Regions from separate parts of the Hordeum vulgare genome. Here region 1 is linked to region 2. Evidence: chromatin contacts called from public Hi-C data. All regions are on one chromosome and are shown on one strand. The core of a region is the stretch at or near the end of the contact, and the rest is flanking DNA. Distances in the headings are between cores, read along the strand shown.

The links. A called contact is a pair of places that touch in the nucleus more often than the background predicts.
Region 1: a contact with region 2 is called in a Hi-C map of leaf, with 1.9 times the contacts expected there. The contact joins the enhancer-like site here to the promoter of LOC123428168 in region 2. A contact is called at or near these places in 3 of 6 Hi-C or Micro-C datasets (leaf and seedling).

The regions. Positions count from the first base shown.
Region 1 is chr2H:637,131,322-637,136,987 of MorexV3_pseudomolecules_assembly, reverse strand. No RefSeq gene overlaps it. Among protein-coding and RNA genes, the nearest start is that of LOC123431057, 8.2 kb to the left of the region's middle. Within about 2 kb of position 2,842, at least 2 of the 3 cell types and tissues checked have open chromatin away from gene starts, as enhancers often do. A contact at or near this core is called in leaf, where this site is marked.
Region 2 is chr2H:637,093,361-637,099,090 of MorexV3_pseudomolecules_assembly, reverse strand. LOC123428168 (synaptotagmin-5-like) reads left to right here and starts at 2,613. Exons shown (of 13, transcript XM_045112338.1): 1 at 2,613-3,100; 2 at 3,875-3,979; 3 at 4,064-4,114; 4 at 4,232-4,352; 5 at 4,874-4,995; 6 at 5,517-5,618; 7 at 5,718-5,730. The coding sequence starts at 2,996.

The sequences.
Region 1 (5,666 bases), core at 1,593-4,092, 38 kb before region 2:
TTAGAGATGCAAAAAGGCGATCTACAAGAGCAAGATGTGACGAAGGCATCTAAGATTCTATCTTCTAGGTAACCTTTACCTTCAGAGGGGACAATTTTTTTTCCACAGTGGACTGAGGTTTGTTCCAACAAATGTCCTGTTGTTTGTAAGTTAATACTGATGTTAGATAGAGGTGTTGCACTGAAAACATCACATACTGGGAACTATAGGGTAGTTATACGGATAGGATAAGAAAGACCAAGCAAATATATAATCTGTGAGTCCCAAATGAAGTAAGATACAGTACTCCTGATTTGATTCATCACTGCCGTGGAAGGCATGCCCTCCATACTGAAAATTTTTCAGGGTGACCAAGAGTATGAATGCTAGTACATGGATATGCAATTAAGGGGATAAAGGAAGACCGATAAAAATAGCATAGTAGAAGTCCTAATGGCATGTTTTATCTGTAAATGGAACACTAAAAAGAAATATATTGCAATCACACAAGTTCAGATGTAAAAGGAACACTAAGCAAGTTCATAAATAAAACATGTGGCTAACTCAGTTGAGCATTGGGAAAGGAAAATAAAAGTAAAGATCCAAATTTATGCCATCTGAATGACATGCAACTTCCTTTCCAAAACAGTCAGCTGAGGGACATCATCCCATCTTATTGGAGTTTAGATTAATTACTGAAATAGATCGCGGTAAGGAGTATCGAACATAGGGAACTCCTATGTTTAACAAACTCCAATGCATCCATGTTCCAGAAATTGTAGGCAACATGAAACGCTGCACCACATTGCACAACTCTTTTGTCAGTGCTCAGTACCAATTTGGCATACAGCAGATTTCTAATCTAAATTACATAAAATGGGAGTAACACTATTGGCGTCAAGCACAAATTGCTCATCACTGGTCAAGTGTGCATCCATCTTTGGCCGAAATCAAGCGCATACATGTATCACCAAAGGAGATAAATAGCTTCCATAATACATATACACAAAGAGGTCGTGCATACCTGAAACTTGGTACCGTTGTAGACCGACGGGTTCTGCTGGAGCCTATGGTTCCATGTCTGCAAGACGAACAGATATGAACAATAACAATACCATGGGAAGAACCAACGGAATCAAACCTCGTTGGGGGGCGTGGCCGCCCCGCCGCCTGCACTGCGCGTGCCGCCGCCGCCGCACTTCGCCGCCCCGCGCGCCTCCGCTGTCGTGCGCCGCCGCCTCCAGCCTCGCCGCCCCGCCGCATGGTGCCTGCGCCCGCCGCCTGATCCGGCCCGGCTCACCATGGATCCGGCTGCCCCACGTGCCCCTCGGCCTCGCCTCCACCTCTGACCGCCGCCGCGACACTCGTCGGTGCCGGAGCCGCCGTCGACGGACCGGCCTCCTCCTCAGATCGGGACCGGACCATCGGCATGGTGCTGGCCAACCGCTGCAGTGCTTCGACATCGCCGGAGAGAGGATCCCGCGATGGAGGACGGGGTGCCCCGGGGAGACGGTGGCGCTGCGGACCATCGGCATGGTGTTGGCCACGCTGCTGTAGTGCTTCGACATCGCCGAAGAGAGGATCCCGCGGTGGAGGACGGGGTGGATAAGGTGAGCTGGGGGTGTTTTTCTTTTTAATCTGAAACGTTTTTCTTCATCACTTAAATCTGGACGGCGGGTTGAATACCCAAAAACGGAGGGGCTTTTGTGCTAAATTGCCAACGACGGATGCGATGGATGACAGAAGCGATACCTGCTTTATTATTACTAGCAAAAGGACCCATGCGTTGCAACGGGAGAAAGAAATACCACACGGCACACGCTCTTAATTTATAAAAAATGTCTATAATTTGAGAATTTATAGTTACCATACAAATAAAGATGGTCTTATCCTACAAAAATGCAGTTTAAAATTTCACAGGTCTTCTATTTTAATACGTCTTGCATGTAGATTTAATACGTACAAAGAATCAGTCAAGTGACCTTCAGTTTCATCTCTAATCCTGATTTTGTTGACGTGTTCATTCCCAACCCCGATGAGTACCGGTATGAAAGAAAGACGAATAATGACTTATTTATTAAGATTGCACCCTAGATAGTATTTTTATTAAACGTTTAACAGATAAAATAATCATATTTAAATTCTACATATTTTTCTAATCAAATTCCATGTATAATATGTTAAATTTGGAGTTACGGTTTAAAAGATATGAGTATTTAAAAATATATTTAATATATACTACGAGTTTAATGTCATAAACAGTAAGATTTTTTTTGTAAAATCACTTCGGTGGGTTTTCCGACGGAAGCGATAGCCTCTTTATTATTAGATAAAGATTCGGTAACTAGATTGCCTCATGTAGTAGCCACCCTTACACCCGGTTTGGGAAGCTTCTAGACGCATCTTGCGAGATTTTTTATTTTATGTGTTTCTTTTTTACATTTATTGTTTCCTATTTTAAATAAAATGATGAGCATTTTTAAATTTGTGAACATTTTAAAATTCAAGAAAAATTATTAAACTATGAATATTTCAAGAAACATGAAGTTTTCGAAAAGAAATGAACATTTTATTTATTTTTATTTTCAAGAAAAATCAAACTTTTAAAAAATGTACAAACTGGTAGTTGACTTTTTCTTAATGAGAGCAAATTTATCATAAGCAGGTTTTCTTTTGAAAGTAACAAGAGTGAACGAATTTCCTGGTAAGCGAAGAAACACAAGATAGGCTAGCCCATATAGGTGCTACAATGGCAAACCGGACCCTAAAGCGTGAATGGAATCTCCGAATCCGCTATAAGTGAGAACAACTAGTCAAGGGGTATCCATTGTAGGAGCCCTGCAAGAGTCAGCTTGGTGGGCTGAGAGCGCGTTAAGTGGTGCGTCCAGCCGCCGCCGCGTGCCGCGTACTAGGTGCTTCCACAAGAAGCACATATTGTTTTCGTGAAAAGCACATATATAACTCTCTACAAGAGTCGCAGATTTGCTTCTCGTGAAGGCACATATTTGCTTCTACAAGAAACACAACTGTGTATCTTGGAAAAAAAAATATGAGAAGCGCGGATTTGCTTTTCATGGAGGTACATATTTGTTTCCATGAGAAGCATAGTTATGCCTTCGGAAAAAACAAAATATGTTTTTTGCCTCCATGAGAAGAAAATATAATCTTATCATGGAGGCACAAATTTGCTTCCTTGGGGACACGGTTGTGCCTCTTGAAAAGGAAAAAGTGTATATATGTTTTTTCCTTTGCTTTCTGTGAAGGAACAGATTTATTTTCGCGAAAAGCACAGGTGTGTCTCTCGGAAAAAGGAAAAAAACATCTTCGGTTTTCTTTCTTACAGGTATTTTTGGGAAAAAAATCATCAAAACCTATTAACATCCATCAAATCTAGTTTCAAACATCTCGGCACAAGAAATATATCAGTGAAAACGTTTCGGGATTTGGACGCGTGGTTCAAAAGACAAAACATTTATTCAAAACAAACGTACGAAAAAAGATCGAGTGAGGATGATCTTTGCAAAAGGATCGAGTGCTAGTGGTTCAATTCCACAATAGAACAAAGAATGAAATGAATTAATGAAACTCATGACCATGCCTCCAGTGGAAAGATCGAGGAACATGTGCTGGTGTGTAAATTGCTTTGAATAGTTAAATCAATCATTTGTCTTTGAGGGTTCAACATTAATCCTCTGATACCTACTAGTTTGTGTACCTGAGATGCATTCCATTCGCCAACAAATATGAATTATCTTGATTGGCACATACATGCCACTCAACCAAGGAAAGATAATAGAAAGTTGCCCTAGATGAGCACTCTTCTGTCAAATAAGCTCCTCAAATTGGTATATATGCCCTGCAATTACTCTTCATATCTAGTAGCCCACTTTTCTTCGGTTAACCCCCATCTTCAGCTGCTTTTTGTTCTCTTCCTCATGAAACACATGCTTCTTGACTCCTCTATCTTCTTTTACGTTATTATGTTTTTTAAACATGATACAAACGTAGACGCTCATATATACATACATACATTCATCTCATAAATGCATGCACCAACACCCTATCCTTATAAACAATTTCAAGGAACCGAGCCGGCACATCATTTTGAGATTAACGAAGTTAGCATAGACGCCTTCATAATTGATGGAAACGTCTCTCCTCCCATTGAATGCACATAGTCGAAAGATCTACAATAAATCTAAAAAAATGTGATTACTAATGTCAACTCTAGGACTTGAATTCTCCTGGTTGTCAATATCACTGTCCCCTAATCATCCAACCATATATTCGTTCTCTCCTACACTATTCATGGATAGGGCTCAAACGCGTTTTTGATGGGCCAGCCCATATAAACCTCCGATTTTGTGAAGCTTCCCATCCTGTTTTGTGTGTGTTTTCTGCTTATTTTTTCACATGTTTTGTTGGCCGGGATTTATTTCGTATTTTTAAATTTAACTTCAAGTTTTTATTTCTTTTTTATTTAATATTTTAAAACATGTAAAAAATTATCAATGAACATTTTTTAAATAATCTTGAAAATGTTAAAATTTCATGAATGTTTTTAAGTGCGCAAACATTTTACAAAACCACAAACTTTTTCAACACTGTAAGCTTTTTTTGAATCCGCAATGTTTTATTCAGTCCATGATTTTACGAAACTTGCAATGTTTTCCCAAATTCCCAAACCTTTCTTCAAACCCGTGAACATTTTTTTAAATCTGCAAACTTTATTTGATTCCACAAGTTTTTTCAAATTGGTGAACATTTTGTCAAACTCATAAAAAATATTAATTTTGCGTACACTTTTCAAATTTATGAACTTTCTTTTCAAACTCACAACTTTTCCAGATCACATTTTTTGTCAACAAGTCAACGACCAATCGATGAAAGGTCAATGGTTAACTGTTCAACCAGCAACAAACCAACCGAAGTAGGGATGACTACGAAATCACTAATTAGCGAATACACCTTTCAACGATTAATCCCACCTTTACAAGTTGCGACAAGTGGCGCATTGCATGCGTGTCACTTGTCGCAACCTGGGAGTTTTTTCTTTTTTCGTAGATCCGTATTTTTAAAATATTTTTTCTCCTAAACTGTGCATCCAAATCTCGAACCATTTTCACCGTTGACTTTCTCGCGTCGAGATTTTTAAAACTAGATCCCATGTTGATAGGTTTTGATGAACTTTTTTTTACGAAAAAATCAGAAGAAAAAACTGGGACAAAAAATCGTGCCTCACGAGATAGAAAAAACAAAAACGCGATTTTTCCCTTTTCGAGAGGCACGGGTCGTACCTCTCGTGAAGGCAAAACCGTGCCTCTCGTGGAAGAAAAACCGTGCCTCTCACGAAAAAAAGAAAACAAAAAACGCGTTTTTTCCCTTTTTCGGGAGACGCACGGGCGTGCCTCTCGCGAAGGCAAAACCGTGCATTTTATGAAAGCAAAACCGTGTCTCTCGCAAAAAAACGCATTTTTCCCCTTTCAAGAGAGGCACGAGCGTGCCTCTCGCGAAGGCAAAACCGTGCCTCTTCAAAAAAAAACGCATTTTTCTTTCTTTCCAAGAGGCACGGCCGTGCCTTTCGCGAAAGCAAAACCGTGCCTTTCGCGGAAGCAAAACCGCGCCTTTCGAAAAACAAACAGAAAACGTGTTTTTTCGCATAAAGAAAATGTGTTTTTTCGCGAAAA
Region 2 (5,730 bases), core at 1,364-3,863:
AACAGATGGAGGCTAAAAACCATGTTGTGCATGTTGTTTGGTGCCCGCGTCTTGTATGCTTACATGATAGCAACAAATTCTAGCCCCGCATTTGGTTGCCTGCTTACGGTGTGTTGATGCATTTGGTTGCATACATTCGGCGATGTCTGCTTACGATGTACTTTATGTTGTAAGCTTACCATCTACACTTTAATACGATCCCATCAAGAAAACAACACTACAAATCACGACGAACTGAACAACAATGACAAAGTTTTTCACCCCACAAATCCAAAACTGATGAGGAGCCTTGCCTACTTCAGCATTTCGGCTTTGGTCGCGCACGCTCATATTATTAGCCAGCACGGTCTCAAGAGGGCACGTCGCGAAGCTTCCATTTCTTATTGATGTCACACGGCATGTGTAAGTCAAGATTTTCAAGGCATTGATAGAGCTCGAGAAAGTCATGGAGGCTACGATTGGATGTCTTGAAATTTTGGTGAAAGGGTGTATTGGATGTGATGAAGAGTGTGTGCCAGGTGTTTGGTGATTTCCAACAATGGCCTCGGCAAGCAGGGACAGCAACACTGAAGGATTGTATTTTTGATGATGCTTCTAGGGTGAAAAACCAAGGTTTGCCTTTATTGGTTGTACATATCAACGAGTTTGTTGAAGGTGTTATTTTTTGGTGAACTATGACTTTCTTCACGATGAAAACCCAAGATTTTGACCGGGCAATGACAACGCTCGTGCATCGCTTCCTTTTTGAAGGTGTTGCTTGTGGAGAATCTCTTTTGTAATCCGGGTATTGTTTTTGGTGATGGTTAGAGTGCTACTGATGCTAGTGATTAATCACCATGGCGGATCTTTTTTCCGTATTTTTTTGGTTGTGTGTATTCAGAATGTCTTTGGACATCTTCTTTTTATGATAACCCTGTATGTTATCAAATCAAAGAGATATTACATGAATCGACCCACGTGACATTATTAGACATAGATGGACAAGACAACTGTCCATGAAACATTGCAGAAAATCCCAAGAAAGAAAGAAAAATACAATTAAGCCCTTTGAACTCCCTGCACAAAACATAACTGTGCCCACCTCCAACCACCAACTTTACCACCACAATCGCCTAAGAGAGAGGGGAAGATCCCCCTTCGTCGCCATAGTCAGGAGAGCATCATGGCCACCAGGGCTTTCTGAATCAAAGACCAGGCCCGTCGCGCACAACAAGGCACATAACGATGTGGCATGTCGGCTATTGATATCTTCGCGATATTAGTATATCCCATTTACAAAAAAGGCACTCCATTGGGAACACTCAATAGCACGGCCTACATCACCCTTTTTTCGCTAGTCGTAATGGCCAGGCCGGGCTAGGCTCAGGCTTGGGATAGCCCCGAGCTCGGCCCGGGGTATGCCCAGGTTCAGAGCAGCTCTAATGAGGCGACCCATTTCATTCGTCCGTGTCCGTTTGGGTCGCTGCTGACAGAAAATTCGGCCCAATGCACCGACCTAAACGGACGTGCACCCGTTTTCCGTCCGCCCACGACCCATTCTAGGCCCAAACTTGAGTGTCATTTGTGTCGTCGTGGACACGGAGTGGACACACACCTCGCCTGCGTGCTCCTTCCCCTGCCCGCCAGTTAGCGTCAAAGTCTCTCCTTCTTATGCCCTTTCCTCACCCGCCGCCCGCAAGCACACAAACCCTAGGCCAACGACCCCATTTCCCCCCGGCCACCCTAGCTCTCCAGCAGCAAATTCACCGGCAGGGTGCCTCCTTCGTACCAGTGTGGGAGGCCTAGTGGTGGATCTGCGACGACGGTGGCGAAATTTTGCGCATCCTGCGAGCGGGATTTGTGCACTTCTATTTAGAATTGAAGATATAGATCGAGAAGTTATAAAAGTTAGACATCTTTTAAAATATTTAATTGTAGTTATTGGTTTCTTTGGCCTTATATTCATAACAAAGAATTAGTATAAAATGTATTTGATGAAGTAATAATATTGTTCAAATCTAAAATAAAGGAAAATATGTGATTAAAAAATGAATGATGTCCGTCCGTGGGAACGAGATTTTGGCCATCCTGTTGAACGCACGACCGACTCATTTACAAAATGAGACGAATATGCCGATTCAAACGGACAAAAAACAAATAGAATACGCATCCGTTTGGAATGCGGGGTTGGAGTTGCTCTTACTGCACAGTCGAGCGGCAGGCGCTCGTCCCTTGACGAAGCAAAGCCAGCAAAATGAAATCCCCGTGTTGAATCACACACCGGTGACTACAGCCTCCCGGTCGAACCGACCCGCACAACGATCATCGAACCGGCGGGGTCAGCACGGACGCAGCTCGGCCGCGATGCACGTGCACGGAGCACGCAGAACCCAATCCTCCTCCCCAAAAACATTTCAATCCCCAAGAAACTTCGAACCACGGAATCCCGAACCGATCCGTCGCCCCCCAAGAATAGCAAGCCACACCCACCGCCGCCCCACCATCAACGCCGCCCGCCTCCCCGCGGCCCCACCCGCCAGCGAGCAAACCCCTAACCCCACCCCAGCTCGCTCACGCCATCCGAATCCCATCCTGGCGAGAAAGCGGAAGAAAAAACAGTTTTCTGGCGGGTCGCCGAGATCTCTCCCTCACATCCTAATCCCAATCCCAATCCCAAACCCCCAAACCGGCATCGCTTTCCGCTCCTCTCCCGATTTCCGCTCCCCGGTCTCCACATTTCTCCGCCTATTTCCATTTTCTTTTTTCCCCGTCGTCTTTCAAACTCCTCCTCTCCCCAGTCGGCACCGCCGCCAGCCAAGCAGCAGGCGCCACTTGGACTCCCCGCCCCGCGCCGGCGTCGACGACCGGGCCCGTGGAGGGCCCCGCCAGCTGCTGCTGCAGCGCCTCGCTTTCGCTCGCGTGCCGCCCGTGCCTGCCCCCAGATGCGCGTTGGCCCGCGGAGGGGGAGGAGGATATCGTAGCGCGGCGGTGATTCGAGTCGGAGAGAGGCGGCGGAATGGGGTTCTGGTTGGGCCTGGCGATGGGGGTCGCCGCCGGCGTCGCGCTCATCGTCGCCTTCGCCCGCTGCGAGAACGCCCGCGCCGCCCGCCGCCGGAAGCTGGTAAGCGCCCCCCGTCCCCCCTCCCCCCTACCTCGAATCCTCTAGATGCGCCTCTGTTACGCGGAGACGGGATTGCGGGCGCTCGGGGATTGGAGGAACACGGCGTGGCGTACGACCCGAAAGCGGGCCCCGAATCTGTCCTTGCCTTCCCCGGTGGGGCTGTTCAACTGTTCGCCCTCGCGTTAGGTAGACGGCTCTCGGCATCATCATCATCATCATCCCTGTCGCCTTTGCTTAACTGCGTCGGTGTCGGCACAGGTTTTTGGATTGTGTTGGTTGCAACTTGCAACCTCTGCTCGCAGCTTGTTACAATGGTAGCACCATTTTTATTGGTCACACACTACACTACATTGGCTTGTAGGGCAGGCAGGGCAGTAGTAGTCATTTTGGGGCCCTCGAATATTGCCCACGGATGAGCGCAGTTGCAAGTGCTCCTAATCATGCCATATGGTTCTTCTAGTTCTAGTGCTGGCCACTGCCTTTCACTGTTTAGGCCAGGCCAATTCTAGTCCATGGGCTCACTTCTATATCACCTTTTTGTTGTTGTTGTTGTTGAAGAAATTTCATGTTGTATTAATAGAGAAGGCATTGGCGCCCAGATTTGTGCATGGTACTTGAACCCAGGTGGTGGGTTGTCCACCCACTTTCCCACCCAGCTGAGATAGGCTCCAATCTCCATGTCCATCCTAAACTGGGAACCTTCACTTTGTGACTGAATTTCCGGGTTGCAGCCATACCTGAATTAATAGGAATTTTCGCTGGTTATTTGTGCAGGCTGCCACGGTTGCTACTTTCTCTAAAATGACGGTCGAAGATTCACGCAAGTTACTTCCAGGTACCCTGTACCCATCCTGGGTTGTTTTCTCTACGCAGCAAAAGGTATACTTATTTAGCAATCTCTAGTTAAGCTCTCCTTCGCACTATAGGTGAATGATCAATGTATTCATGCGTGCAATTTTGCAGTTAAAATGGCTTAATGAGGAGCTCAACAAAATATGGCCCTTTGTGAATGACGTATGATGCATCTCATCCCATGTATCCTGAAACCGTCACCAGAATTCTTTCTATTTTACTTCTTTTGTAAATACCCTCTTCTTGAGCATCTTCTTCTCTGGTCATCTGTTGTTGCAGGCAGCATCAGAACTCATCAAAGCCTCCGTTGAGCCTGTTCTTGAACAATATAGGCCAATTGTCTTTGCTGCCCTCACGTTCTCAAAACTCACTCTTGGTACCGTTGCACCGCAGTTTACTGGTAGGTATATTCAAACTACCTCTCATCATTTCCTCTATCTTGTTATGTTCTTGATGACATTGAACTCACTCTATTGTTGCCAGCATTTTTTTCGTGCATGAATTTCGTTGCCCAAATTTTGCATGCTTTAGGCAATTGTATGACACCAGCAAATGAGACATCAACCCCTTAAGTCTGCTGGTGCTGCACCTGCATATTAGATTTTATACATGGTGTTTGCCCATACTTTGGGATAGTAGTAAAACGATTTTGAGGCCTTGAGGGTGTGGATGAATACCTATTTTGGATGCACAAGACTATCAATAAATAAAATTTCATCCTAATGGAAATAAGGTTGTTCTAATGATCTTTATACTGTTCATTTAAGGTGCTCCACTCCACTTATCCATTGAAAATGCTACTTTCTGTAAAAATAAGTTATATTGTGATGAGTTTGAAGTAGTTCCTTCAGTTTTATGTTGCTTTATTTTAGTTTCATTTCATCTAGCCTGACCCACTATGCCCTACTCATCTTGGTGCAGGTATTTCAATCATTGAGAGTAATGAAGAAGGTATCGTTATGGAGCTAGAGATGAATTGGGATGCCAATCCAAGTATCATATTGGATGTAAAAACTAGACTTGGGGTGGCATTACCAATACAGGTGATCTATTTCATGTCTTTGTCTTTGGTCATGTTATATGAAACTATGACTTGATGGAATATGCGCAAGGAATCATAACTAACTCACACAACTGACCTTTTAATTTTAGACCAATTGAATTATGAATCAGTTGTCTTACACATATCTACTCCCTCTGCTACCTAAATAATTGTAGTTGGGGCTAGTTCTCCCAAACTACAATTATTTAGGTAGCAGAGGGAGTAACAAGTAAGAAGTAGTCAAGTAGGTAAAAGGTTGTTGGTTAGATTTTACTCTAGTTTACTCATGATCGACCAAGGGTCATATGGTATTAGTTCATCAGTCAACTCATTAGTTTCTCCAGTGCAAAATTTTACGTGCAATTTGTGCATGACATTGTGAGTTGTGAGGGTCCATGTGCTTTGGTTGGATAGTGATAGTGTTGATCCTTCAAATTTCAACCAATTACCATGTCATGTATTCCATGCACCAAAATGAACCTTATCAGTTCTTCCATATTCTAAGATTCTCCTGCCATATAGGTGAAGGACATCGGCTTCACGGGAGTTTTCCGCTTGATTTTCAAACCGCTGGTTGAACAACTGCCTTGCTTTGGAGCTGTTTGTTTTTCTCTAAGACAGAAGGTTAATTTGTTGCCCAACCCATCATTGTTTTTCTCTGGTTGCTGAAGCTATATCTTTGTTAGCATCCTTACTATTTTTTATCTCCTAAAATTATGTTAGAAAAAACTGGATT